6 separate regions of the Mus musculus genome follow, and all the other regions are linked to region 3. The links are chromatin contacts, called in public HiCAR-type and promoter capture Hi-C maps. All regions are on one chromosome and are shown on one strand. Each heading gives the region's core, a stretch centred on a gene start, on an enhancer-like site or on the middle of the called end of the contact. The rest is flanking DNA. Distances are from core to core; before and after follow the strand shown. Region 1 holds the start of Zfp746 (zinc finger protein 746). Region 2 holds the start of Osbpl3 (oxysterol binding protein-like 3). Region 3 holds the start of Tra2a (transformer 2 alpha). Region 4 overlaps Osbpl3 (oxysterol binding protein-like 3). Region 5 holds the start of Zfp398 (zinc finger protein 398). Region 6 holds the start of Zfp212 (Zinc finger protein 212).

The links. Promoter capture Hi-C pulls out the DNA fragments that hold promoters and counts their contacts. HiCAR-type assays count read pairs that join an accessible place to other places.
Region 1: a HiCAR-type map of astrocytes shows a contact between it and region 3, with 4 times the contacts expected there. The contact joins the promoter of Zfp746 here to the promoter of Tra2a in region 3. A contact is called at or near these places in 4 of 39 promoter capture datasets (the C10 cell line, the HPC-7 cell line, liver and 1 more) and 1 of 115 datasets of contacts at active chromatin or transcription factors (astrocytes).
Region 2: a promoter capture Hi-C map of liver shows a contact between it and region 3, with 3 times the contacts expected there. The contact joins the promoter of Osbpl3 here to the promoter of Tra2a in region 3. A contact is called at or near these places in 2 of 39 promoter capture datasets (liver and pre-B cells).
Region 4: a promoter capture Hi-C map of pre-B cells shows a contact between it and region 3, with 4 times the contacts expected there. The contact joins the enhancer-like site here to the promoter of Tra2a in region 3. A contact is called at or near these places in 5 of 39 promoter capture datasets (the 3T3-L1 cell line, 3T3-L1-derived adipocytes, the C10 cell line and 2 more), 2 of 484 Hi-C or Micro-C datasets (B cells and pre-B cells), 2 of 115 datasets of contacts at active chromatin or transcription factors (astrocytes and embryonic stem cells) and 1 of 9 other capture datasets (macrophages).
Region 5: a contact with region 3 is called in a promoter capture Hi-C map of the HPC-7 cell line. The contact joins the promoter of Zfp398 here to the promoter of Tra2a in region 3. A contact is called at or near these places in 2 of 39 promoter capture datasets (the HPC-7 cell line and embryonic stem cells) and 2 of 9 other capture datasets (liver and pancreatic islet).
Region 6: a promoter capture Hi-C map of pre-B cells shows a contact between it and region 3, with 2.2 times the contacts expected there. The contact joins the promoter of Zfp212 here to the promoter of Tra2a in region 3. A contact is called at or near these places in 2 of 39 promoter capture datasets (the C10 cell line and pre-B cells).

The regions. Positions count from the first base shown.
Region 1 is chr6:48,085,253-48,089,416 of GRCm38.p6, reverse strand. It overlaps Zfp746 (zinc finger protein 746), which reads left to right and starts at 2,824. Exons shown (of 7, transcript NM_001163475.1): 1 at 2,824-3,102. The coding sequence starts at 3,079.
Region 2 is chr6:50,454,311-50,458,842 of GRCm38.p6, reverse strand. Osbpl3 (oxysterol binding protein-like 3) reads left to right here and starts at 2,489. Exons shown (of 24, transcript NM_001347213.1): 1 at 2,489-3,018.
Region 3 is chr6:49,261,227-49,265,350 of GRCm38.p6, reverse strand. It overlaps Tra2a (transformer 2 alpha), which reads left to right and starts at 1,299. Exons shown (of 8, transcript NM_198102.2): 1 at 1,299-1,513. The coding sequence starts at 1,478.
Region 4 is chr6:50,303,449-50,307,398 of GRCm38.p6, reverse strand. All of the region lies in intron 20 of Osbpl3 (oxysterol binding protein-like 3), which reads left to right. Among named protein-coding and RNA genes, the nearest start is that of Gsdme, 44 kb to the right of the region's middle. Within about 2 kb of position 2,303, at least 97 of the 459 cell types and tissues checked have an H3K27ac peak or open chromatin away from gene starts, as enhancers often do. A contact at or near this core is called in B cells, macrophages and pre-B cells, where this site is marked.
Region 5 is chr6:47,833,098-47,837,254 of GRCm38.p6, reverse strand. It overlaps Zfp398 (zinc finger protein 398), which reads right to left and starts at 1,594. Exons shown (of 6, transcript NM_027477.3): 1 at 1,335-1,594. The coding sequence starts at 1,358. It also overlaps a transcript of Zfp786 not described here.
Region 6 is chr6:47,918,740-47,922,866 of GRCm38.p6, reverse strand. Zfp212 (Zinc finger protein 212) reads right to left here and starts at 2,299. Exons shown (of 5, transcript NM_145576.2): 1 at 2,118-2,299. The coding sequence starts at 2,141. It overlaps Gm52899 (a long non-coding RNA gene), which reads left to right. Exons shown (of 3, transcript XR_003956427.1): 3 at 1-425.

The DNA.
Region 1 (4,164 bases), core at 1,575-4,074, 1.2 Mb after region 3:
ATCAACTTAGACACAAAGGTTAGCAGAAGGATAGATACTCAGGAAAAAGCAAACCACAGCTGAGAGCGTGGCTGTGGGCGTCTCCAAAGAAAAGCTGAAGAAAATAAGAACCACATGTGGGCGTGGCTCTTCAGTGGAAAGGTGCCTTGGCTTTTCTTTTTTTAATCCAGGACTTTGCAGCAAAGCTAACAACCACAGGTCCTGATCGCCTCTTTTGCGCTCACCTCTACAATGGTACTCTTGCCAGGTGTTTTCCTTAAAAACATTCCTCTAGATCATAAAACCAGTCCCACTTATGGGCTCACCCCAGCAGAGGAGATGCTTTGGGTGGGGGGGGGGGAATTCCTCCTTGGAAGAAGTACCAAAAGAAACAATAGGAAAGGACCTGGGGCAGATGCCAGAGCTGTCCCCTGTAGTAAGGGTAAGAGTGGACTTCATCCTTTGAAGAACAGACTCTATGTCAGGGGATCCGGGTAATTATTTTGAGAGGCAATCCCAAGACTTTGGAGATCTCAGAACACAGCTGAGCTAGCAGGAAAAGAAGAAAATTAGATTTGGGGAACCAGCCTCCTCAAATATTAAGAATAAGTGCTCACCCAGGGCAGTCCCCAGGGTAAATTCAATTTTTACACAATAAGAAGGATGTATTCTAATGGCTCCATCCCTTCTCACACCCCTACAGACCACGCAGGCTGAGGAGAGGATAAAGGAAGTGTTAAGATCTCAGTCCGTGACTTAGGGTTTCTCTTGCCACAATGCAACACACCATGAGAAGAACTTGGGGGAAGAAAGGGTTTCTCCTCCTTACACTTCAAAGCATCATTCACCATTGAAGAAAGTAGTTCAGGAACACAAGCAGGGCAGAAACCTGAAGGTTGGTGCTGATGTCAAGGCCATGGAGGCATTTGTTTTTCTCAGTTAGGATTCCCCTCTCTCTATAAGATACAATTTGCAAAACACATGAAACTCAAGAAGAACGAAGACCAAAGTGTGGACACTTTGCCCCTTCTTAGAATTGGGAACAAAACACCCATGGAAGGAGTTACAGAGACAAAATTTGGAGCTGAGACAAAAAGATGGACCATCTAGAGACTGCCATATCCAGGGATCCATCCCATAATCAGCCTCCAAACGATGACACCATTGCATACACTAGCAAGATTTTGCTGAAAGGACCCCGATATAGCTGTCTCTTGTGAGACTATGCTGGGGCCTAGCAAACACATAAGTGGATGTGCTCACAGTCAGCTATTGGATGGATCACAGGGCCCCCAGTGGAGGAGCTAGAGAACGTATCCAAGGAGCTAAGGGGTTCTGCAACCCTATAGGTGCAACAACATTATGAACTAACCAGTACCCCGGAGCTCTTGACTCTAGCTGCATATGTATCAAAAGATGGCCTAGTCGGCCATCAGTGGAAAGAGAGGCCCATTGGACATGCAAACTTTATATGCCCCAGTACAGGGGAACGCCAGGGCCAAAAAGTGGGAGTGGGTGGGTATGGGGGACTTTTGGGATAGCATTGGAAATTTAATTGAGGGAAAATACCTAATAAAAATATTTTTTAAAAAAAGGATTCCCCTCTCTCAAATGACTATAGCTTGTGTTAACATAAAGTTAGCCAGCACAGTCAGGGAGCTGGGGAAGGAGGGTCAGTTATTAAGAGTAAGAACAAAACTTCAGTTCCCAGGTTGCTCCCAGAACCTGAGACCCCTGACCTCCTGCACACGCGTACACATATTTGCATACATATGTGTGCATATACATAATCAAAAATAAAAGTAAATCATAAAATAAATAACGAATGGCAACAACAAAAAGATCTCAGGCACTGGTCTTGCAGGCTCCTGCTAGGGGGTGGCATGGAAGGCAATTCTGAATGGCAATACATCTTCTTTGCCACACGGGGCTCCACACTAGGCTTCTGGAGAAATTTTACATTTTGACTTTTTTCTTCCTTTCCTTGTTATTAAAAAACAAAAATATGAATTGAAAAAAATTAGGGGTCTGGGGTCTACTGGCACTACGTTAATGGACATGCTTCCAAACCTACCTAAACTTTGTTAGACATAACCTTTTATATGAACACTGTATGAACATGAATAATACACATGATAACACACATCTTGTTATACATTTGTTACGCATTTTAACGCCAAAATGAAGTAGTTCCGGACTACTCTCGTTCAACATCTTTCCACGCTTACCTGATATATCACAAGAGGGCGTTGGATCTGCGGTAACTACAGCTTGTGGTGAGATGCTGGGAACTGAAACCCAGCCCTCTGCAAGAACAGCAAGTACTTTTAGCCGTTGAACTGTATCTCCAACTGCATTCAAAAAGATTTTAAACGATGGCATTTTAACCCATTTTTCATGTCATTAAAATGTTTATTATAGTATACATACTATAGAAACCCCACATTTTTTGTGTCATTAAAATGTTTATTATAACACACATACATAATCCTACAGAGAACCTACTGTGACTTATCAAGCCATATTTCTATTGTTGGAAGCATTCATTCCATTTCAAGGCAAAAATAGGCGTGCTACAGCTGGACAGCTGCGGAAGTGACCGTGCCGGGGTGCGCACTGCCTGCCGAGGCCGTACCCCCAAGTTTTATACCGCCAAACCAGGTGGCACATCGCTGGTGAGCACTGGCGCCGCGGGGGGCGTGGCGATATGCGGGGGCGTGGTCGGAGGTCGGGCCGAGGCGGGGCCTCGTGAGGAGGGCGGGGCCAAGCGCGGCGGCAAGCGGGTGCCGGCGCTGCCGTTCGCCGCTCGAGCTGCAGGTGGAGCTGTGCCGCCGCGCTGCCTCCAGGAAGCCTCACGGGCCTTCGTCGGCCTGGCCGCGGCACCGGCTCCCAGGATGCAGTGTGGAGCGGCCGGGCGCTGACGGCGGCGGTGCGGCTGCGGGCGGAGCGGCAGCAGGCCGGCCTGCGAGGAGCGCGGCGGGGAAGGTAGCGGCAGGCCCGGGCGGCGCTGCCGGCGGAGAGGACCCGGCAGCCGGGCCTGCGTGGGGCCGCGCGCCGCGGCGTCGACTTCCTTCGCGCCGAGCAGGACAGCGCAGGGCCATGGCCGAGGCGGCCGCGGCTCCGGTAAGGGCGGCCCGCGCGCTTGGCCTGCGCGGCCTCGGGCCCCGGAAGGCCGGGGCCCAGCACACTGTGCCGCAGGCCCCAGGAGGGCTTCCGGGCCAGACCGGGCCTGCGGGTCCTGTGGCTGCGGCGGGCGGCCGCGAGGTCCTCCGGGGCCTACCGGACCGGGTGGAGCCGAGCGCAGGGAACGGCCGTCCGCGCCCGGGAGGCCGACCTGCGCCAAGTTCCCGGTCTGCGCGTCCCCGGGCCGGGCTCCTTCCTCAGCGCCGGGCCGGTGCTTCCCTCTCCCAGCTCCCCCCAGCGGCCTGGTGGCACCTGGGAGGTGTCCGACGTCGATTCTGTAGACAGTGAGCACCCACTATGTGCCCAACCCTCCTCAGGCGGCACGCGAGGACTGCTCGTATTTGTCCAGCCAGGCTGGCGCTGCACTCAGCCCGGTTTAGGCATGATTTTGTCTGCACTGCAAACCTGTGGGGTAGTAACTATTATAGTTATTATTTCATACAAAAGAAAAGCTGAAGGCCCAACGAAGTTAACTTGCCAAGAATCTCAGCGAGAAAAGTGTGGGAAGACAGTGCTCTCACAGTTCAATGTCTGTAATAAGGAAAGCAGTCCAGGTACACGAGTAGCCTTATGGTCGAACAGAAAGAGGTCGTAGCCAACCTGGTGGAGGTTCGAATGCAGGTGCTTAGCAGACTCTGGTGCTCCTCCCGCCCAGCCAGGTAATCTGTGCTTCTGTGAGTTGAGTTAGCTAGGGTTTCTAGGGCTTGGGCAAAGAGAGGCAAGGGCCAGACACAGGACAGTGCAAAACTGGTCCACAAGCCTGGAGATATGGTTTTGGATATGAGGCTGCAGAAATGGAAGGGGCTGGGAAGGCCTGGGCTTCGTCATATGGGTAGGAAAGAGTTGAAGGAATTGGCATCAGTGACTCCGGTCTCAGAGTACTGGCTTCCCTAGCTGTTTGGCAATTGACTATCCCACCTTCGCTTTAAGTTAGCAAGGTGCTAGGCTTCAGTAGAGCACAACCCCTACTTCCAACTACACAGGTCAAAGACCATGGACCCC
Region 2 (4,532 bases), core at 1,240-3,739, 1.2 Mb before region 3:
TTGCCTATACTCCATTATGACCAGCTTCCTTTACTGTGAAAACATGCAACTTCAGGCAGCACTTGCCTCTACTAGGAACTTCAGAGGCTAAAAAGCTTCAGCCAGACCAGGGAGATGTCTCATGGGGTGAAGACAGTTGCCACTAAGCACGAGTTTGATCCCCAGGCCCCACATGGTGGAAGGAGAGAACCAAGTCCTGCAAGTTGTTCTCTGGCCTTCACATTTATGCAGTGCTGCGTGTACACACACACACATACACACACTGACATTTGATAAAAGGAAAGAAAGAAAGAAAGAAAGAAAGAAAGAAAGAAAGGGAGGAAGGAAGGAAGGAAGGAAGAAAGAAAGAAAGAAAGAAAGAAAGAAAGAAAGAAAGAAAGAAAGAAAGAAATTAAGCCAACGTAGAAAAACCCTACAAGGTGGTGGAGTCTCTAGAAAGATCAACAGCATTTGTTCAGCTCTTCAGAGAAGAAGACTCTCGAAACTTACTATATGCAACCATTGATCTTTCTCTAGTACATTCAGATCGTTGTGCTAAAATAGGACTGTGGGGAAAGCTAATTTTAGGACAGTAACGAGCTTTTGCAAGATAATTAACTCTGCGTGGGTTTCAACTTTAATCTTTCCCCTCTTGATTTGTAGGAGTGGAGCGCCTGGAAGTTTATTTAGAAGAGGAAGTGAAACTGAAAAGACTGGCTGAGATTCCTCTTTCTTGGAGGCAAAGCACTTTGAATATGAACAAATCTCTCATCCTGACTCATTAACTGCCTTCAGTACCAACAGGGAACACACAGTCAGCTTGGAAGAAACTTAAGAAAAATCCAAGGACAGGATGCCAGCTTAAACAATAAAACCATAGCTTTCTGTCCAGCCTTGGCTACTAGGCCATTTGGTACAGGCTACCACCTCGTTGTGTTCCAGGTAACTATGAATTAGGCTCAGCACAATATGTGTATGTATATAGTTATGTGATTGTGTAATCTGGCGTGTGAACTTTGGAGACGATAAACACCATTTACAAAGTCCAAAGGTTGGATTTGCCTGTAGCAAAAACATTTCTGTGGGATAAAAGGCATGTATTCGGTAGAAAAGCTGGCCTGGATGCAACAAGATGATTTGGAGTAGGGAGGGGAAAAAAAGTGAGTGTGACTCAGGCACCTGAGCTGGGCGTGGGCAAGGTGCCTCAGGCCTGCTCCTCGGTGCTCCTTCCGGTTTGGTGTAGTTTAGGAAGCCCTGCATCATTTATATAGGGATTGCCGAGTGCTAGGGCTCACAGCATCAAGAAAATCTGCTTTCTTCGTCAAACTTCCCCGGCCACCTGGCAGAGCCAAAGACAGTTCCAGAGAGTGTATCCGTGGAAGGTTCCAGAAAGTGAATATCCAAACCTAGTGAATGAAACATGGTTTATACAGATGTGAGAAAGAGCCTCAGAGACGTTCATACAGGGTCAGCCTGACAACGGTCAGCCGCTGGTGGAGGCATGTACTTGGCACTCTGGAACATCTAGAGTGTCAGCAGCTGAGCCAAAGGAGCCAACATGCCCAGTTCGGTGAGGCAGGCCAGATGGATCTTAAAGGGGTTAAATACATCTGCAGTTCCTAGTGCCCAGAAAGCGTTTCCTGAGCCTGAGAGCTGCTGAGTCCTTCCTGCTATGGGAGCCTATTTGAGAACCTCCTCCCAGAGGACTTCAGGGGCCTGAGCTTCTTCCATCACCCCTTCGGAGGCTCTCTGCATGGCGCTCTCTGTGCTAACAGTTCACCAATGTTTTCCTGATTATTCACATATATATATATATATATACTCTCTTTGGTTTATCGTCTGCGTCCTCTCTAAAATGTAGGTTCTGAGAGGGCAGAAACCCGGTGTGCCTTTACCGCAGGTGCAGGATCACATCTGTTCCTGGCATTCATCATTCCCTGCCCACCGGGCCACCTGCGGCGCTGGACTCATGTGCGGTTTGCAAATTGACCTCAAATTATCAGTGGCTGACATCCAAGCTAGGATTCTGGCAAGTGGGCGGTGAAGTCGGATGGGCCTGGACATCTAGCCAGATGCTCCTGCGTTTCGATCGCAAACTACACTGCATCTTCTTTCCTAACCTATGGACGGGAACTGTAACAACAACAACAACAACAACAACAACAACAACAACACCTTTCTCCCTTCCTGCCTCCTCTGTAACCCTATACCAATCTGGACAACTGCTTCTGGGGGCCAGGTCCCCAAAGTCCGAACCAGTTTCTAATATCTTGTGTCTAACCCTTGGCTCACCACATATTTCCCCCTTATTTATTCTCAGCTCTTTTCAGTGTTCAAGTGATTATTGTCCGTTGGACTACTTTAGTCCCCTGGAATCTTCTCCTTAAAACAGCTCCTTTCGCGCGAACCTCAACTTCCTCCTAAGTCATTCACTAAATATTTATTGAAAGCCTAAGGGGCACACACTACTCTAAGGATGCTGGGAGCCGCTGCCCCGCCCAGCCACACCTACCATCACTCTCCACCGCTCCACACGCCCTGAACCCTGGCTGGCGTCACGGAATCCGCCTGCAGCTTCCAAGTCCAACGCCTCACCGCCTTCCCCCGATGACTCCTGATTGGTGGGAGTGGGAGCCACTCTGCTGCCCCCCCTCCACCGCCCTTTTCACGTTATTCCGCCCAGTGGAGAACTCAGGCTCCTCCTCTTAGCTCCCTCCCCTCGCTCCAGCTCTTCAGCTAATTGCCCGGCAGCGCGCGCCCTAAAGTTCTAGGCGAAGTATTGAGAACTGGTCGCGGGGATCGCACACCGGCCAGTAGCAGGGGACCAGGGACCCCGGCACCAGGAGAGCTGGTGCACTGCGCGGGCTCTCGCCCACCATCTGTCTGCGAGCAGCGCTCGGCGCCCCAGTCTCCTGCGGCTGGTGCTGGAACTGCCGTCGGCTGAGACTTGCAGGGACCCGAGAAGCCCGGTTTGCGTCCTTCTCGGTCTGAAGCACGCACTGGGGAATCGAGAAGCGTCCCCAGCAGCGGAACACTTAGGTGAGCAACAGGGCGTCCGCCCGCCTGGGGTTGAGCTGTGGTGGAGGCCCCGAGAAGGCTCGGGGACGCAGCCATTCTCTATGGTTCAGACTGTGTCTGTGGTGGTCCCGGGAAGCCCGGGTCCACGGGGCAGCCCTGAGACTAGGAGGTCGTCTGTCGTGTAAGCGCCAGTTTTCTGGGAGGAAGCACTCTGGTGCTGCTCACCCTGGAGCTGTGCCCCTCGAGTTACAGCCTGGCGGGGATGGACCCGGAGAAGGAGCGGATCTCAGGAGCCTGCGTGCGGGTGCATGAGGATGCCGCGTAGAGGAGCTGTCCCGGCACAGCCTGGCGCTGTGACGGGCTGGAGGCACAGGAAACCTGCTTAATTCTGCCAGGAGGAAGGCTTTACTACACCCTCGAGCTTGGGGCCCTGCGGTGCAGGCACCTCGCTCTTCGGCCTCCCCAGTCAGGTCACACCGCTCCACAGTGTCTGCACTGGGACCGAGAGCACCCTTCCCTTGGGGCTTCAAGCACTCAGCGGGTGATTGGTGCCTCTGGCGTCTCCCGTGGCATTGTCTTGTGTCCTTCAGACACTTCTTAACCAGCCGCGCGCCTCCCAGACTGTTGGAGCTGAGAGGGACATAAAGTTGTCTCTCACCTTGTGTCAGGGAACGGGGCTGGGGCATTGGAGTCCCCTCCGATGTCGCAGTGCCCTAGGAATCTGATTACTTGATGAGATCGTTTGGGTAGTGTATTTTATTTACACTGTAGCTGCAGAAGATGGTTTCAGAGATAGGTAAGCATAGCTCTGACTTTGGGTCATCCACACTCAACACTCTAAGCATCATACAAGGTGAGGACCTCCTTTTGGCCTCCAGAAACCTTCAGACAGATTGCAGTGCATCCAGGCTAAATGTCCATTCTGTCCATCAACTCCACACTGCCCTGTTTGCAGCTCTTCACAGAGCCTAAAGCTGTCTGGAATCATCTGCTTGTTTTTCCATCTGCCAGCCTTCTTCCGCTGCTAGGATGCGAAGTCCTGGGAAAGCAGAGACCAGGTCCTATTTCTCGGTCGGTCCATCCTCAGTGTGGAGAAGGCAGCTCTCCACACTGCAGCCTCACACTACACATTTATGGAATGAGTAAATGTTAACTTCTTCATAATCTGAGACTATTGATTTCATGGCTGGTTTGGATTTTCATCTTTTTCCTTTTTTATCGGAAAAATTAATAAATGGCAGTAACTCCTGCTGATGAGCATGCACTAACCATCAAGGTATTTGCTGGGAGCTCTGTGTAGATACATATAGATGATCCCTAATATTATAGTTGTCTGATTAGCTAGATTTTTTTAAGTCCCCTATTTTAGATGTGTGTTTACAACCCCGTGCTTTTTTAGACAGGTGTGTGGTGGTTAGAGGACTTTAGGAGTTGGTGTGTTCTCCCTCTCCCTCTCCCTCTCCCTCTCCCTAGTTCCCTCCCTCCCCACTGTGGGATCCAGGAAGCAAACTCAGGTAGAAACCAGGTTTGCTAAC
Region 3 (4,124 bases), core at 50-2,549:
AGAGCACTGACTGCTCTTCTGAAGGTCCTGAGTTCAAATCCCAGCAACCACATGGTGGTTCACAGCCATCCATAATGAGATCTAACACCCTCTTCTGGTGTGTCTGAAGACAGCTACAGTGTACTTACATATAATAAATCTTTTTTTTTTTAAAGAGTTTGATAACTAGCTCTCTGACATTTCTGATAGGCTCTCTTTTTATATCTCAGGTTGGCTGGAACTTCCAACAGTCCTTCCTTCTAGACGCCTAAGTGGTGGGATCACAGGCACAGATCACCACACCCAGCTATTTCAGGTCTTTGTGAATTCATTATTTGTGCTGGTGTTCCTTATTTTTCTAGAGCAAGAAGTATGGATACTAATGTTGCCAAACAATATATTCCCCCAATTTATTTTTATTTATTTACATGTTCTACAGTGTTGAGGACTAAACCCAGAGCCTAGTACATGCTAGGTGTGCTGGATAATTTTCTATCAACTTGGCACAGATAAGGTCACCTGAGAGGAGGGAACTTCAATTAAAATGCCCCCCGCTGTGGTGGGAGCTCATGCCTTTATTCCCAGAACTTGGGAGGCAGAGGCAGGCAGATTTCTGTGAGTTCCAGGCCAGCCTGGTCTACAGAGGGAGTTCCAGGACAGCCAGGGTTACACAGAAACCCTGTCTTGAGGTTTGGAAGCAGAGAAGAGTGAGAAACTCATGGCTTTTCAGTATAACCCCATCTGTGTATATATTGTTATTTCAACGTTTAAAAGGGCAGATACTAGCCGGGCGTGGTGGCTCACGCCTTTAATCCCAGCACTCGGAAGGCAGAGGCAGGCAGATTTCTGAGTTCGAGGCCAGCCTGGCCTACAAAGTGAGTTCCAGGACAGCCAAGGCTATACAGAGAAACCCTGTCTCTGTAAAAAAACCAAACCAAAAAAAAAAAAAGGGGGGGGGGCAGATACTGGGGATAAGGAAAACTCAGCTGGAAAAGTCGGTTTGTTTGTTGGGTTTTTGTTTGCTTGTTTTTGGTTGGTTTGTTTTGCTATGCAAGAAAGACCTGAGTTCCATACCTAAAGAGAACAAAACCAAAAAAACTCAAGAACAAAACCCCACAGGCAAAGCCAGGCGATGACACACGCCTTTAATTCCAGCACCCGGAGGACAAACCGACCCAACGCCAAACAGCAAGCTCTTGAAACCCGCCAATCTCCCGCGCTAGGCCAGGCGGACACAAAGCCTCCCGGGGCGGAGGCGGGGTTCGCGACGACGTCATCACAGGTCCGCCCCTTGACGTCAGGCGCCGGGGACACCAGGAGGTTTCTGGCGGCACGGGCGCCATTTTGCCTGAACGTGCGAGCTGGTGGGAGTGGAACGCACTGGCCGTTGTAGCCGTCGCCTTCTTCCTCCCCACAGTCCGAACAGCGCGGTGACTAGGCCGTCGGCCCTCGAGCCGAGACATATCTCTTATTTAGTTCTCGGGAGCGCCTGGCCGACATGAGTGATGTAGAGGAGAACAACTTCGAGGGCAGAGTGAGTACAAAGCCGCGGGAGCCGTCTTCGGCGGCGGCCCGATGCTCCGGGGCTCGGGGACGAGCGCGGTCGGTCGGGCGAGGTGGCGGGGCCCTCAGGAGCAGCCTTGAGGGCCACCGCGAGCGCGTCACGTCCCAAGATGGCTTCGGGGTCCCCCTGCGTGCCCAGATGCCCCACTAGCCCGCAGCGCTCCTTTCTGGCGGCTGACTGGTACCTGGCCTGGTCCTATCCTCTCCTGTCGCTCCCTTTCCTCTCAGCTTCCCATCTCTGCTCCGAGGTGCGGGTCCCCGGCGCGGTGGGGCAGGAGGCGGCGGGGCGCTCCCTCCGGCCGGATAGTGGTAGGTGCTTCCTGCGGTGGCATCTCGGGCCACCACCACCCCTCCTCCGGCCATCGCAGCGGGGTCTCGGGGTCAGAAGTGCGCGGGGCTGCTGTCCGGGCGGGGAATCGCTGGCGCGGGACTAGCTGGGGCCTGTTGTCTCCTTGGCTCTCTGTTGCAGTGAGCGGCCGCGTCTCCGTCGGAACCGGCGGCGTCGCGTCTGTAAAGGCGAAAGCCTTGAGGTTGAAGGTGGGACGAGCCCAGTGAAGTGGTTAGTCAACGACCGCAGCGACCCTTAAGAGTCCTTAAGACGAGAGCGAGCGGGGAAGGGAAAACTACGCAAGAGCCTTTCCCCTTAATGTCCTCTTTCCTTTCGCTTCTAAATGAATGTGGAAATGCAGTGACGCCTGTTTTCCTAACAGCTAGATGTTGGGTTCTTTATGTCTCAACTTCCAAAGCTTTCCTTCCTGTGACCATTCCTCTGAAAACTCCTTTACAGATCTTTATGGCTAAACTGCCAAGACATCTTACTTTAAACCTTACGTAACTGAACAAATTTCTTGCCTCAGTTTTCAAAAAAGAAAAGAAAAAAGCTAATCATTGTTAACTCAAAAGATTATACCTGAAATTTACAGACCCTCCCCCGTTTTTCTCACCCATTCCCCGGAAAAGGGACTCAAGACTTTGGTTATCTGAGGTCTTGTGAGTATAAACCGTATATTCACAAAGCTTGAGTATATTATTAGAACGTTACCGGTTTTTGAGTTTTATTCCGAAGTTACCCTAGTATTGGAAATTAATGGAAGTGAGTCCTGGTAAAACCATGGAAGGAAAAAAAAGGGAAACAAAAGTCCCATGGTACTCGAGGGCTGGCAGTTGTGTTGGTATTCTAGTGGAGGAGGGGCGGGTGGAAAAAAGCCGCTGGAGGGCTTTGCTGAAGGAAAGAATTTGTCCCTTTTGGAAGCTCGGGATTTAGACACCTGTACTCTGTCAGTCAAGTCATATACGGTCAGTTAGGGTTTTGATCTTGAGAAAAGAGGGTGCATTTTGTTTGTTTATTTTTTTATTTAATGCACTAGGACAAGGTCATAACTACATTTAACTTTGATTGGATTATTTGAATGAAATTTGCACACAACGATTGAGTTGAACCTGCTTACTATTTTTAGGATTGTTTTATTGTACTAACAACTTTTAAAGACTATGAAGTAAATATTTCACGTAGTTGTATTACTTGTGAAACTAAGTAATTAGGAAAAGACGGTTGGGGTTTGGGTGTGTTGTTTTGTTGTTATTGTTCCTGGTTTAGTCTGTGGGACTTGTACCAGTGTTGCTCTGATGGCTCTGATTGCTGCTCTGGTTCTCCCATTTGTCCTCTAGTGGAAGGAGTAGTGGATAATTACCACCTTCCCACAAATTATTGAAGATTCCTATCCACTTTTCAGTTTATTTAGGTATTAACAACCTAGTTAACAGATAGGGACTTTCTAGCTCCCTCTCTTCTGCCATTAGTAGTACAGCAGTACCTGTGGTTCAGTTTACATCAGCGCTTTCAGGGTCAGTTACAGCTCTTTAAGATGTAACAGTTTTTGTTTTGTATTCTTAAATTATGATTGAACAGACTTGTAATTACATAAAGAATTAGAAGGCTAGAGGCTTGTGGGGGGGTTCATATTGATTTTTGTTGTTTTTGAGCTTTGTGGGAGTGGAACCCAGGCCTTTTGCATACCAGGCAAGTGCTGTACCACTCCTCTTCTTAAAGCAGCTAAGTATTTAAATACAGTGCTTTGTTTTTTTTGTTTTGGTGGGAGGTTGTATGCTTTTTCCCCCCTGTTGACCATAATTGCTATGCCCCTTTATCATTGCCTGTAGAGGTGTCTGAGGGCAGCTTCCTAAGAGAGATGTTTGAATGATGTGTTGAAGTTATTTACATGGTAGTTAGACTTCAAACTCTTCTCATTACCCTAAACTAGGGGAGGCATTGACAGGTCAGTAGTCAAATGCTGGGCCTATTGGGTATTTTTAAAAGATTATTAATATAGGGTTTTTATTATTATTTCCCTTCTGTTGGAATTTATTGGGAAGATTGCATCTGATACATAAAGTGAATGATTGGACTTTATCTTTAGGTGTAACAGGGAGCATGTTAATCCTTTCTCAGTAAAAGTGTTCAAGATTAGGTGGAGGGTTCCTAGAATGGACCAAACACTGAAGATAAAATATATAAATATATCTATGCTTACAATATTTTAGAATTCAGCCTTCTTGGGTGCATTTTTATTTATTGCTTGTAA
Region 4 (3,950 bases), core at 1,054-3,553, 1.0 Mb before region 3:
AGATTTACCTCCAATACTTCTGACTCAACGCCCTCTAAATCTGTGATCTATCTTTGCTGCCCTGTTCCTTCTGGGTGGCCCCCTGGTCTTTTCTGCCCAAGACACTTCTGGGCAGCCCTTCTGGGGGGGGGGTGCACATTCCTTCTTACCTACATTTCGGATGATTTTCCTTCTGCAGCTCTAAATCGGATCTGTCTCCCTCCAAAACCTGGCGCTTCTCCTCTCCTCTCTTCCAGTTCCTAGCCTGTGCAATCTAAAAGTTCTGCCCCTCTCTCTCCACCCAGCCATTGGCCGTTGGCTTTTTATTGATCAATCAGAAAGCAATTGGGGACAAAGACCTTTAGCATTTGGACAGGCAGATTCCCTGATTAATTCAAAACATTCAAACCAATCCCCAACATCCCTTCTCTCTTTTTAAGTAGAAGTCTGCATCTTTTCAGTAGCCTGCAAGGCTCTGCACCATCAGCACTGCCCACTTTCAACCCTGTAATGCACGCACATACCAGGGCCTTCACATGCGTGAGGCACATGCATGAGGCACGTGCACACACACCCTCATTCCTTCCCAGCTCCTGCTGCCCTCTCACCACTGTCTGCCTCCTCAGCCACCAACCACATTGGCCCCTCTTGCCTCACTTCCCCCTCCCCAGCCTCCTCTTCTGATGTCACCACCTCACTCTGTCTTCAACTCTCATGATCAAATTTTCTTCAAGATATTTGTTAGCACTGGAGTTAGTTAGCTTACTCGTTATTTCTTTACCTGTCTGTCTCTGTCCCTGTCTGTCTGTCTGTCTGTCTGTCTCTCTGTCTCTCTGCTCCACACCCGTAGTTTCACAACAGTGAAAGTCTGCTTGTTCCTGTTCATCCTCCAGCCCTGACTGCCACTTGATTCAAAGCACAGAGGCTCGGAACCTTACAGATAAATGGAAAGGCCACAGATGCAAGAACATACGTAGGGTCTCTCTCCAACCTCTTGGATTTTCGCCCCACCCCTTTCTCTCCTAGAGTCTTCTTTCTTTTAAAGCTTTCTTGTATATGAAGTTGCTTGAGAGCAAAAACCCTTGTCAAAGATGCTTGTACCTGACTGCGATCAAAATCCTGAGTCTGACTTCACCGGATCCTCTGCACCACCTGTAACCCACAGGGTGCATTTGTGAGGTTGGCTGGGTTTTTTATGATAATTTATAAGTCAAATGAGGTTGCAGACAGGCATAAAACCAGCAATGACAGTACTTCGTAGAAAATTTCAAAGTACAAAAATACTTGGAAAACTTTGCCTACGTGTTTTTCAGAAAGAAGCCAAAGGCAACCTGGGGCATGAATGTGTCCCTCTAGTCCAGGAAGAATAGCTGTCCACATCGGCTCAAGGGAGTGTGCTCACTTCCTTAGCTACCGTCTACTCCGGGACCAGAGAAAGAATGCGTTAATGTGTTTGAGTCCAGGTTTGCCTCCAACCCAGAGCAGTCCTCCTGCATCCATCCTCAGATACTGAGAGTACTAGTGTGCACCATCATGCCCCATTCTACAGGAAAGAGGTTTGGTTTTGGAGATGAGCATCAGACATTGAAATAATTCAGCCACAGATGCCAGACACGTTTGGGGACATGGCTGTCTCCTCTGTGACTTCCCATCTAGCCGTCAACATTTGATTTGTTGATAAATATCGTAAATGGAAAAATCTGAGCCCTACTTCCCAATAAAGGTCTGGCTCCTTTCTTCCCTGTCACTTTTACATGGCTGCAGCACTCACTTTGTAATTTCCCCGTTCACATCTCCAGGCTGATGTGTCCCACCTCTCTTTGCATTTTACCAAAGCCTGGAACTGGCAGAAAACGACCTGGAAATGTTACTCAGATTTCCCGCTTTCCAAATATGGCTGTTGTTTCCACTGGGAATAGTGCTGGGGCTTTTGATTTATGGAGGAATGAATGCCTTCTGTCCATGAGGAATTTTAAGGGTGGCCAGGCAGTTGGAGATTTCTGAAGCATCACCTTTAGGGAGTTAGTGCTCCCTCTGCTGGCTGCCGAGTGGTACTGCATAAACAAGGCTGAACTGAGCTATGGGCCTGGGAGATGGGATGAGCCAGGACTGAGGCAAAATAAGCCACAAGCCAGGCTGCCTCACAGACCACCATTGATAGATACTGAGGAAGTAGCTTGTACAAGGGCCCTGCTGCTGGACTGGGCCTAGAATGGAGGAAGTAGTACAAACTGCGATTTTATGCAACCTCTTTAACTGGTCTGCAAATGACTGTTTTCTTCAAGTAAAAAGAATTATGAGTTAATTTTAAATTGCAGAAGTGAAAGCTCCCAGGCATTAGTCACAGTGACATGGTGGAGCAGCACCTAATGCACTGGCCAGATAGCACTTGCAATGTACTCGATACTTGGCAGAATCTAAGAACTGAGTTTTGTGTTCCTGTGTCACGTGAAACAAAAGTAGAAAAAGTCCATCACCTCTGCAAATGTGCGTTACTGGGTTACAAGCTGCAAATAGGAAGTTAACTGCAGTTTACATTGGGTAGCAGAAGTTTTGTTCTGGTTTGGTTTGGCTGGTTGGTTTGGTTTTGTTTAAATCCAGAGCCTAGCTAGGCTGTGGGAGGAAGCTAGAAAGCGGAGAAATAAAGCCACATGTTTATATTTAATTGATTTCAAAAAGAATCCGAGTAACGCATGGTGAGAAAGGGCAGTTTCTTCAAGAATTCTGTTGGGACAACTGGATTTCCACATGCAAAAAAGGAAATATTTGTAATCTGATAAGAACAAAGCATAAAATGGAACTCAGTTGCAAGGAAACAGTGGGTGAATGGAGTGTATGGACGTGCACCCCAGTCACACCAACCCTGGGGACTCAGGAGAGTAAGGCAGGAGGACATTGTAAGTGCTGTATGGCAAGATCCCATCTCAGAGAAGATGCTACGGAAAGTGCAGCAAGCCGGGCTTGAGGTTAGAAGCTTTGGTTGCAGGCCTTCAGGATCTGAACTTGGCATCCAGAACCCACGTGGTAGGAGAGAAGTGACCCCTGAAAGTTACCTTCTGACCTCCATGTGTGTGCTGTCACACACACACACACACACACACACACACACACAGACACACACACACACACACCACTGTTTTCAACAAAGGCAAATAGAGCTAGAAGCACAGCTAGGTGGCAGTGAGCCTGCCTCCCAGAAAAGGGGGAACAAAAGTACCTTTAAAATCATCCCTAAAAGCGAACAGCCAACAGCTGAGTGGACGTTCAGTATCACTCGTCATGTCATTCAGGAAATACCAAGTAAAACCATTGCTTAGAACAGCTGGCACCAAAATGCTGAGAGGAACTGAAGAGATGGGAGCCCCTGCACACTGCCACGGGATGGGCGTTAACATGGCCTTCAGGGAGGATGGAGGTCCTCAAAACACTAAGCTTCTCTGAGTAGACAGCCAAAGGACATGAAGACCCAAAGAGCCATCTGCACTCCTGAGTTCATGGAACCGCTGTTCACCGGAGCAAAGGGATCAGCCTCGGGGCCATCAACACTTAGATACGGCATCGAGGCAGAATGGAATACGGCTCAGACGTAAAAACAATGAAGTCCTGTCATTTGCAATATATACATAAAGGAATGTAGATACTGTGCAAAGTGAAATAAGCCAGGCCCATAAAAATGCCCCATGACCTCATCTGTAAGTGGGACAAAAAATATTGACTCCTAGAAACAGGAAGTAGGGTGTTAGTTACCAGAGGTAGGGTTGAGGCCTAGGGAAATTACTGATCAAAGGATACAATCTCTCTGCAAAGTCAAGAGAGCCATTAACAATGTATCTATAGACTTGAAAACTGCCAACCACTTTCTCAAGTGCTCTCACCTAAATAAATGTGAGGTAAAAACATGCTAATTAGCTTGAGTTAGCCATTCCACAATGTGTACATAGTTTAAAATATTTTTAGATGATAAAAACATA
Region 5 (4,157 bases), core at 345-2,844, 1.4 Mb after region 3:
GCAACTGGTACTTTTAACTGCTGAGCTATCTCTCCATAACCCCTAAAAAGATTTCTTAAAATTAAAATTAAAAATATCAGTATTTCCAAATTCTTCTTCATAAAACAGTCTTGCCCTGGTCAGTACCAAAGTCACTGAGTCCAAGTGATTATTGAGGACTTTAAATGTGCTCAGTTCAATTGAGATGTGTTGTGTTTAAAATCTCATTAATAGTTTTATAATATTACTATTAAAATATTTTTATACTTTGAGCTAAATAACATTTCACTGAATTAACTGAAATTAATTTCCTCTTTCTTTTTACTTTTTTTTTTACTTTTTTCTTTTCTTTCTTTCTTTTTTTAAAGACACACACTCTGGCTATTTGGCCAAGCATATACTAAAATTTCTGATTCTCCTATTTTAAACTCCTCTGTGAGCCACCATGTTACCATCATGGTTTAACCTCCTAAACATGACTACTAGAGAACTAAAAGTATGTGACAGTTTTCAGCATGGCATATACCTATAGCATACACCATGGGCTCTACTATCTTTTTTAAGGGTTGGGGGAAAATTAAACTTGAAGGGTATTCCCCTCTACTCCATTCCCCGCCCCTCCCCGCTGCTCCCCTGGTTTCTTCTTTCTTTTTTACTTCCTATCTACTCCTCTGCAGACCTGCCTGACTTCTGACTTATTTAAAAAGTCTCTTTGAGCTGACCAAAGCCTTCTTAGGTGGCAAACAAAAGCAATACTTTCCAATCAGAACGTTCTGTTAAACGACCATCCCCTCTTCCTTAATGGCTGTGTGCAGGGACTGTGCGGGTTGTCCTGGTAGCCCTGGCATCTCTGGTGCATGCACGGCTGGGCCCACTGCAGGCCTGCAGCAAACAAGCACACGCACGACTGCACTACTGGCTAAGCCTGCGCTCGGTCGGCCTTCCAAGGTCCCCGCGGCGCCACAGCCTGCCCTCCCGGGCGCGCGAGGCTGTCTGTCCTCACGCAGTCCATAAGGACACACCTTGGCTTTTACCTTCCCCGCCACGCAGGTGACTGTCCTGCCGCACCTAGCAACGACAGCTCTCGCGGCTGTACAGAATGGCTGGTGGATTGCAAAAACACCTCGAGCCCACTTCCCCGTTCCGCGGGCTGACGCGGAGCACCGCGGCGCGTGTAGGTTAGAAACTGCAGACCCTGGTCCCGCGGCGTCGCCCGGCGCTGCGGTCCGCGGTGGCCTTGCGGGGCAAACGACAGCCGCAGACCCACGCGGGCCACAAGGCCCGCTGCCGTCCCCAGCTCCCTCGCCTCCCCCGAGGCCCGGGTGACAGAGACGCCCGTCCATCAGCGCCCTTACCGGAGCGGCGGTCGCCTCAGCCATGGCCCTCCGCTGCCCGGTCCTGTCCCGGGAGTCGCCACCACACGCAGGCCCGGCTGCTCAGTGCTCTCGGCAGACGGCGAGAAGCGGTCTCGCGTTGCTCGCTCTGACAGGACTCGCGCGGCAATCGGGCTTCCGGGGGCGCTGGGACGCAGAGGAGCTGAGTAGCGAGCAGCCTACGCCGCACCGGCTGCAGCCGCCCCTCAGCTGGCGCTTTGTGGGCAGCGAGTACTGCAGGCGCTCTGCCGGCCTAGACGCGCCCCCCTCCGGTCGGTCCTCCCGGGACAGCGCGCCCCCTGGCGGCCCCCGCATCCGGAGCGCCTTCCCAGAGGTCAGCTTCTGAGAAAAGAGTTTTGGTGAACGCAGATCCAACCTACTCGGGTTTCCCATCCATCTGAGAAGACCCAGCAGATGCTACATAGTTTAAGAGCCAGGGAGCGGTGTCCAGGCTGGACGATAGTGTAATCGGCTACCAGAGTGAGCTAGGTGGGAATGATGGAGTTATATCGTTCGTAGAAATTACAAATATGACTTGTATTGGCACCAGAGATTCTGATTATTTTGATTATTGTCTCACTTGGGCTTGGATGAGAAGTAGAATTTTTATAAAGATTTGTTTCTTTTAATTTTATATGTATAAATGTTTCTCTACACTTGGATGTCTACTGCCTATGGAGGCCGGAATAGGATGCAGGATAACCTGGAACTGGAGCTACACACACAGTTGTGAGCCAAACCCAGATCCTCTGCCGAGCTCACTCACCAGCACCGACAAGTGGACTACTTGAGCCAACAGAAATAAAGCTTGTGGTTAGATTTGCTGGATCTGGACTAAGGACCAACAAAAGACAGAGTTGTGTGTTTAACAGCTTGTGTGGCAGAAAGATAATCACACAGCCATAACTTTCCAGTATTTCTCTTTTTTCAAACATGTATGAACCAAAGTCTTCTCAGACATTTATCTCAGTAAATGAAATGAATCCATTCAATGCCCTCAACAGTAGACTGTCTATAGTGCCCCCACAGTATAGGGATCTTCCTGCTGGGCCACTACCACTTGAGTGTACTGTGAGTCTTTATAGTGTACATACAAAGCAATATCTTGTGTATACTTTGAGTCTACTTGAGCATGAACTGTGGTCAGATGGTGCATAGTTGGGAGTTAAAACTACCGTTCTCTAAACTAGAACATCACTATAATGGAATGAACTAGAAAAAGAAGAAAGAAGAGGAGGAGAAAGAAAGAGAGAGACAGAGATAGAGAGAAATAATTGACCTCAGGAAAATAATTAGTGATTTTATTATTAAAAGACATAATTTTTAAATGTGGCCTTCGGCCTGGCAGTGGTGATGCCCATCTTCAGTCCCAGCACTTGGGAGGCAGAGGCAGGTGAATCTGTATAAGTTTGAAGCCAGCTTGGTCTACAGAGTGAGTTCCAGGAAAGCCAGGGCTACACAGAGAAACCCTGTCTCAAAAACAAAAACAAAAAACAAAAAACAAAACAAAACAAAACAAAACAAAACAAAACAAAAAAAGGCCTTAGAAAGCAAGAATAAAGCCTGATATGATGGTACTTGCTTTTAATCCATGCACTAGGAAGCAGAAACAGGAAACTTTCTGTAAGTTTAAGGCCAGCCTGGACTCCAAAGCAAGTTCTAGGTCATTTGGAGCTCTACAGTGGAACCCTGTTTTAAGGGGGTGGGTGACTAATTTCCAAACTCTCTGTTTCCCTCCTAGTTGTCAGATGCTCCTATGGATATGAAACATGAACATTTGTATGACTAAACAATCCTTAATCCTTTAACTTTTTGAGGCATGTAGCCCAGGTAGTGAAGGATGACTGTGACCTCCTGATCTTCCTGCCTCTACCTCCCAAAGGTTGGATAAGCAAGACACATTCAACTGAGCCCCACCAAGCATCAGGGCTAGCTCTGTCTGTTCAAAATAATGATGCCATCACCAAGCTGTTAAATGTTTCATCCTCTAAAACAGTGGTGTAGAGAGAATATCTTGTGTATTGTATGCATATATCACCTGTCAATTAAAAAGCCTATGGCCTTAAATAGGAGGTAGAACATCCAGGAGGCAGAAAGGTTTCTGGGTATGAGATTTGTCCAGGACGACGTGATGAGGGATGTATGAGGGATGCTTCTTCTGGTCTCCACCTCCTGCATTCACATGATGCACAGAAACTTACAAAACCTCACACACATAAATAAAAAATGAATCTGAAAACAAACAAAGAGGACTGGAGAGGTGGCTTGGTGGTTAGCAGCACTTGTTGCTTTTGCAGAGGACTTGGGTTCTATTCCCAACACCTACAAGATAGCAACAACCATCTGTAGCTTCAGTTCCAGAGGACCTGACATCCTTTTCTGGCCTCCAGGGACACTTCATACACATGAATACAGACATATAGGCAGGAAAACCAAGACCCATAAAATAAAAATGAGTATATCTTTTAAAGAGAGACTTATATATATCCTCATGTTACAACATATAATTGTAGTCCGGGGTTGACACCTCAGAAAAGTGAAAGCATATGCTTACCCAGAGACCTCCAGTGGTTGTTTGTATTGGCTTTTGTGCCAGCTAGAAAGTTAAAACAGCCAAAATGTCCCACAGAGGAGAATGGTTGCTTAAACTGGCAAGTTTATTTTTGTTTTTGTTTTTGTTTTTTTGTTTTGTTTTGTTTTGTTTTGTTTTGTTTGAGACAGAGTTTCTCTGTGTAGCCCTGGTTGTCCTGGAACTCACTCAGTAGACCAGGCTGGCCTTGGACTCAGAAAACCAACAGCTTCTGC
Region 6 (4,127 bases), core at 1,050-3,549, 1.3 Mb after region 3:
GGAACCTACCTAGAGAAAACACTTATTTTACAGGCTGCATCTGGGTCTCAAGGGAGCCAGGTGCAGAAACACCATAAGCACCAGAGTCATGTTTTCTGTGAAGTGGTAACTCCTTGAGAAGAAACACAGAAAATCCTCCAGTCCATCCATTCTAATTAGTTCTTACCCACTTCCTAGAATAAGCATAGTGAATTTCAATCAAGGCAAAACTCTCAACACAAATTTTACTGCATCTCTTTTTCACGAAAAGATCTCAGGATTCCCAAAGTATTTCTGGACCCAAAAAGCCAAGATGCACAACGATAGGCCGCCCACTGGTACTGTCCAGGAGTCTGGAAATGAGACACTTCTAGGGGTCTGGACAGTGTTTGTTTTCTCTGCCAGTTAAAGAATTAAAAGGCGGGAAAAACTCAAGCCCCCCAGGTACCATCAAAAAAAAAAAAAAAAAAATCTCAAACACTACTGACAGAATCCACAGTTGAAGAAAAGTGTTTCCTGGGAGTGAGGAAACACATATGCAGCAGACAGAGAAAAAGATATTCTGCAAAGCAGGGGAGGGGGAACTCAGGAAGCTACCAGATCTGGGAGGCTGGAGCTTCATCCTCTAATTTAGAGCTGTTCAGGTGAAGATGGCTGATTGCTCATAGTTGTTGTGCAATAGGCCATGAACTTGTAGAGCTAGTCCATCAGCAGGGGACCTGCTGGTGGGAGACAAAAGACTAAAAAGCCTTTGCTTTAAGCTGCCAGTCTTGCCTCAAGTCAGGAGCATCAGGAAGATAATGTCCATCTTGGAAATCTGTCTGCCTAGCCAAGGCCTCTCTCCCTATCTGCTTACCCTGCAGGGGGTCTGTTTAACTCCTGGTCTCTTATTTACACCTGGATGCACAAGTAGGATTGCTCCAAGTTCAGAGCCAGCCTGGTCTACCTAACTGGTTCCAGGCAGCCAGGGCACAAAGTAAGACCTTATTTTGAAAGATTAAAAAACAAAAACTAAACAAAACAAAAAGACAAGAAAAATACTTATGCCTGTAATATCTGCAAGTTGGGAGTCAGAGGTAGGAGTTTACAGTCATTCTCAGATAGGCTAGGCTGGGGCACATGAGAGTTTGCCTCAAAGCACAACCACTACCAAACAAACCCCAGCAGAATGACTTACACCTGTAAACTTAGCACTGGGGAGGCTGAGTCGGGAAGATTGTCATCAGCTTAAGGACAGCCTGTGAGGCTCTGTCTCAACAGTGAAAAGCCAGTTCAGGTCCATCTATCCTATTTTCCTATGTTAACCTCTACTGTGACACAGTATGAGGAGACTGGAGCCAGAAAAAAAAAAACGTAAAAATGCTTACAAGGAACTCAACATTCTCAATTCAAGTTAAGGAGACAAAGGCCTAGAGAAGTGAGCATAGACTGCCTTCCGAAGACCATGCACTGAATATATAGATAGATGAACGCTGAGTTACGGAAGATATTCCTCAAACCAATTTTCAGTGTCTTCACATTCTCTGAAAAGAGAGACAGCTGGAAGAGGCGGTAAGCGGATAACAATGCGCACCCACAGTTTTGTAAAAACAAAACAAAACAAAAAACAAGCAAGCAAACAAACAAAAACAGCAAATACACCAGTCCCCAAGGAGAGAAGGCTTCAACCTGTGGCTGCAAACTCAGTACAGATAGCTATGGCAGAACATGGCAACCGGAGCAGAGCCCCACTGGTCGGAGAGAAGCCCTAAGTCCTGGGGTCTTCCGTAGCTGAGCTCAAAGGCAACAACCCAAACCCAGGGTTTTATCCCGCGCCTTCACTCCAACTCAGAAAACGAGTCCCTAGTTGGCACGAAGCAGGAAAATATGTGGGCGCAGTCACAAACAATTCAAAAAGCCTCGCAGAAGTTTCTGCGGAAAGACGCAGAGCATCCGGGCTCTGAGCCTGACGCAGAAGGACCCAGGGAGCAAGCGAGCGGGCGGGCGGGCGGAGGGCGAGGGTACCGGGAGGGAAGTCAGCATCCGCCGGCGCCAACGGCCGCGGAGGAAACCAAGCCTGCGACCGAGCGCCTCAAGCCCCGCCCCGGGCAGGGCGCTGTCTCCCCCAAGGCCCTCCCGAGCCGGCCGGAGCACCTTACCCGAGTAGGCGTCGACTCCGCCATGGTCGCAGTCGCCCCACAACACCGACTGGCGGGATACTGCTCGAACTGTACGCCGCTCCGCCAGACGTCCTCACCCTCCTGGAAGCCGCCGCCGCCGCCGCCGCCGCCGTGTTGATACAAGGTGCATTCTGGGAGCGCTCCCCACCCCCAAGAAGAGCGGCAGCGGCTCCTCCTACCGCGCGGTATTTCTGTTGCGCCACTGTGCTCCTGGAAGGGGAACAGCAGCCTGGAAATTCAGTCATTGAGTGTGGGGTGTAAGCGTAAGGATTCTCAAAATCAAGAGCATTTTCTGAATTTGAGTCCTGCACTCCGCGAAATGCTTTAAGAGATTCAAATATGTGCAAGTTTAAAAAGGCGCGGGAAGGAGAGAGAGAGAGAGAAAGGCGTAGGGAGGAGAGCGTGGGGACTAGTAGAAAAGGAGGCTAATGGGGGTGGATGTGAACACCATACGTTCTGGACTTGCATGCAATTGTCAAAAATAAAAATAATTTTTAAAAAATGTGTACAAATGTGTACACCCTTTTCTGTGAGGGAAGAACACAGCTGAAGCTAAAGAAAAGGTGAATTCTCATAGGCAAGTGATTTTCTTCCATGCTCACCTATGACTTGGCTTTTTCTGGTCAATCCATTATAGAGTGTTAATTATGGTAATCACTTGCATTGCAGAATTCAAGATAGCCTTAATCACAAATAATTAACCTAGTCCTCACCGGGCAGTGATGGCTCATGCCTTTAATCCCAGCACTTGCGAGGCAGAGGTGGATGGGTTTCTGAGTTCGAGGCCAGCCTGGTCTACAGAGTGAGTGCCAGGGCTAGAAACCCTGTCTCAAAAAAACTAAATAAATAACCTAGTCCTCATGCCAGGGTGCCAGGGTATTAGAGGCAATGTGTTCTGCATTCTGGCTTGGAAACATCTGGCCACATCATTACCACCCCAGCGCTCAGGTGTTTGAGGCCAGCCTCAGCTATATAGTGAGTTTTTGACTAGCCAGAAATATCTAAAGAGACATTGATCCAAACAACACCCCCAAACCCAGTACTTGCAGTACTCAAATGCCTCATTTCCATTACATTGTCCTGGACATGCTGAGTGAGAATGACATGAGTTTCCACTAAGTGTGAATAGCTTCCTCTAAGAATTCAAGTACTCTCACTAGACTGGTCCCTTCTTCATTTTTCTGCAAATGATCCCTGTCTACACTGACTACAACTAACAACTTTCTCTAGAACCCAAGCCGATGGCCTGCTGAAAAAAAAAATTCTCAGCATCTGTTTTAACAGGCACTTAAAAACCTACATTTATATTAAAATAATAATAATTTTTTTAAAAGCGCTGACTCATTTAAGCCCCCCACAGCAGTCTGGGTGTGTCTGTGCCTTCATTTTATCTTTGTTTGTTGCCTTTGTTTGGATCAAATTCCTGCTTGACTCCATAACCGTGTCAATCAGTTGAGTGTGTCTACTTGTCCCATCTCATCCCCTTTCAAGCTGAAGGCAGAGGTAAGTCATTGTCCTGAACCAGCAGTCACCTTGAATCCCTGGAAGAGCAGAGTGTAAAGGATAGATCATGTCTCAGATAAGGGCAATTATCCTTGTGTGTGAAGCTGTACCCTGGAGCAGACCTCATCTTGTAAGAACCAGATGGATCCTCTTAAGCAATTCAATGGCAGCAAGAAGGACTTCTAATCACTTCACAGAATCAGAACTGGGACAGCGATCATCTAGACCATTTATTGACCAAGACAGCTTAATTACGTGACAAGGACTAGCCTCAGCTTGGAGAGGTGTTCTGAGTGGAGGAGTGTCTGGGAACAGTGAAACAAATGACTCAAAGTCAAATTGTGGGTCCAAGCTGACGGCCTATGTTCTGCTGTGGATGGCTTTCCAGACCTCTCTATGTGTTCAAGACAGCTTTTCAGAACACTCCCTGTGTTCTTCTCTGCTTGAGACAGCTTTTTCTTGCTAGTCTAAAAACTCTCTGGATAG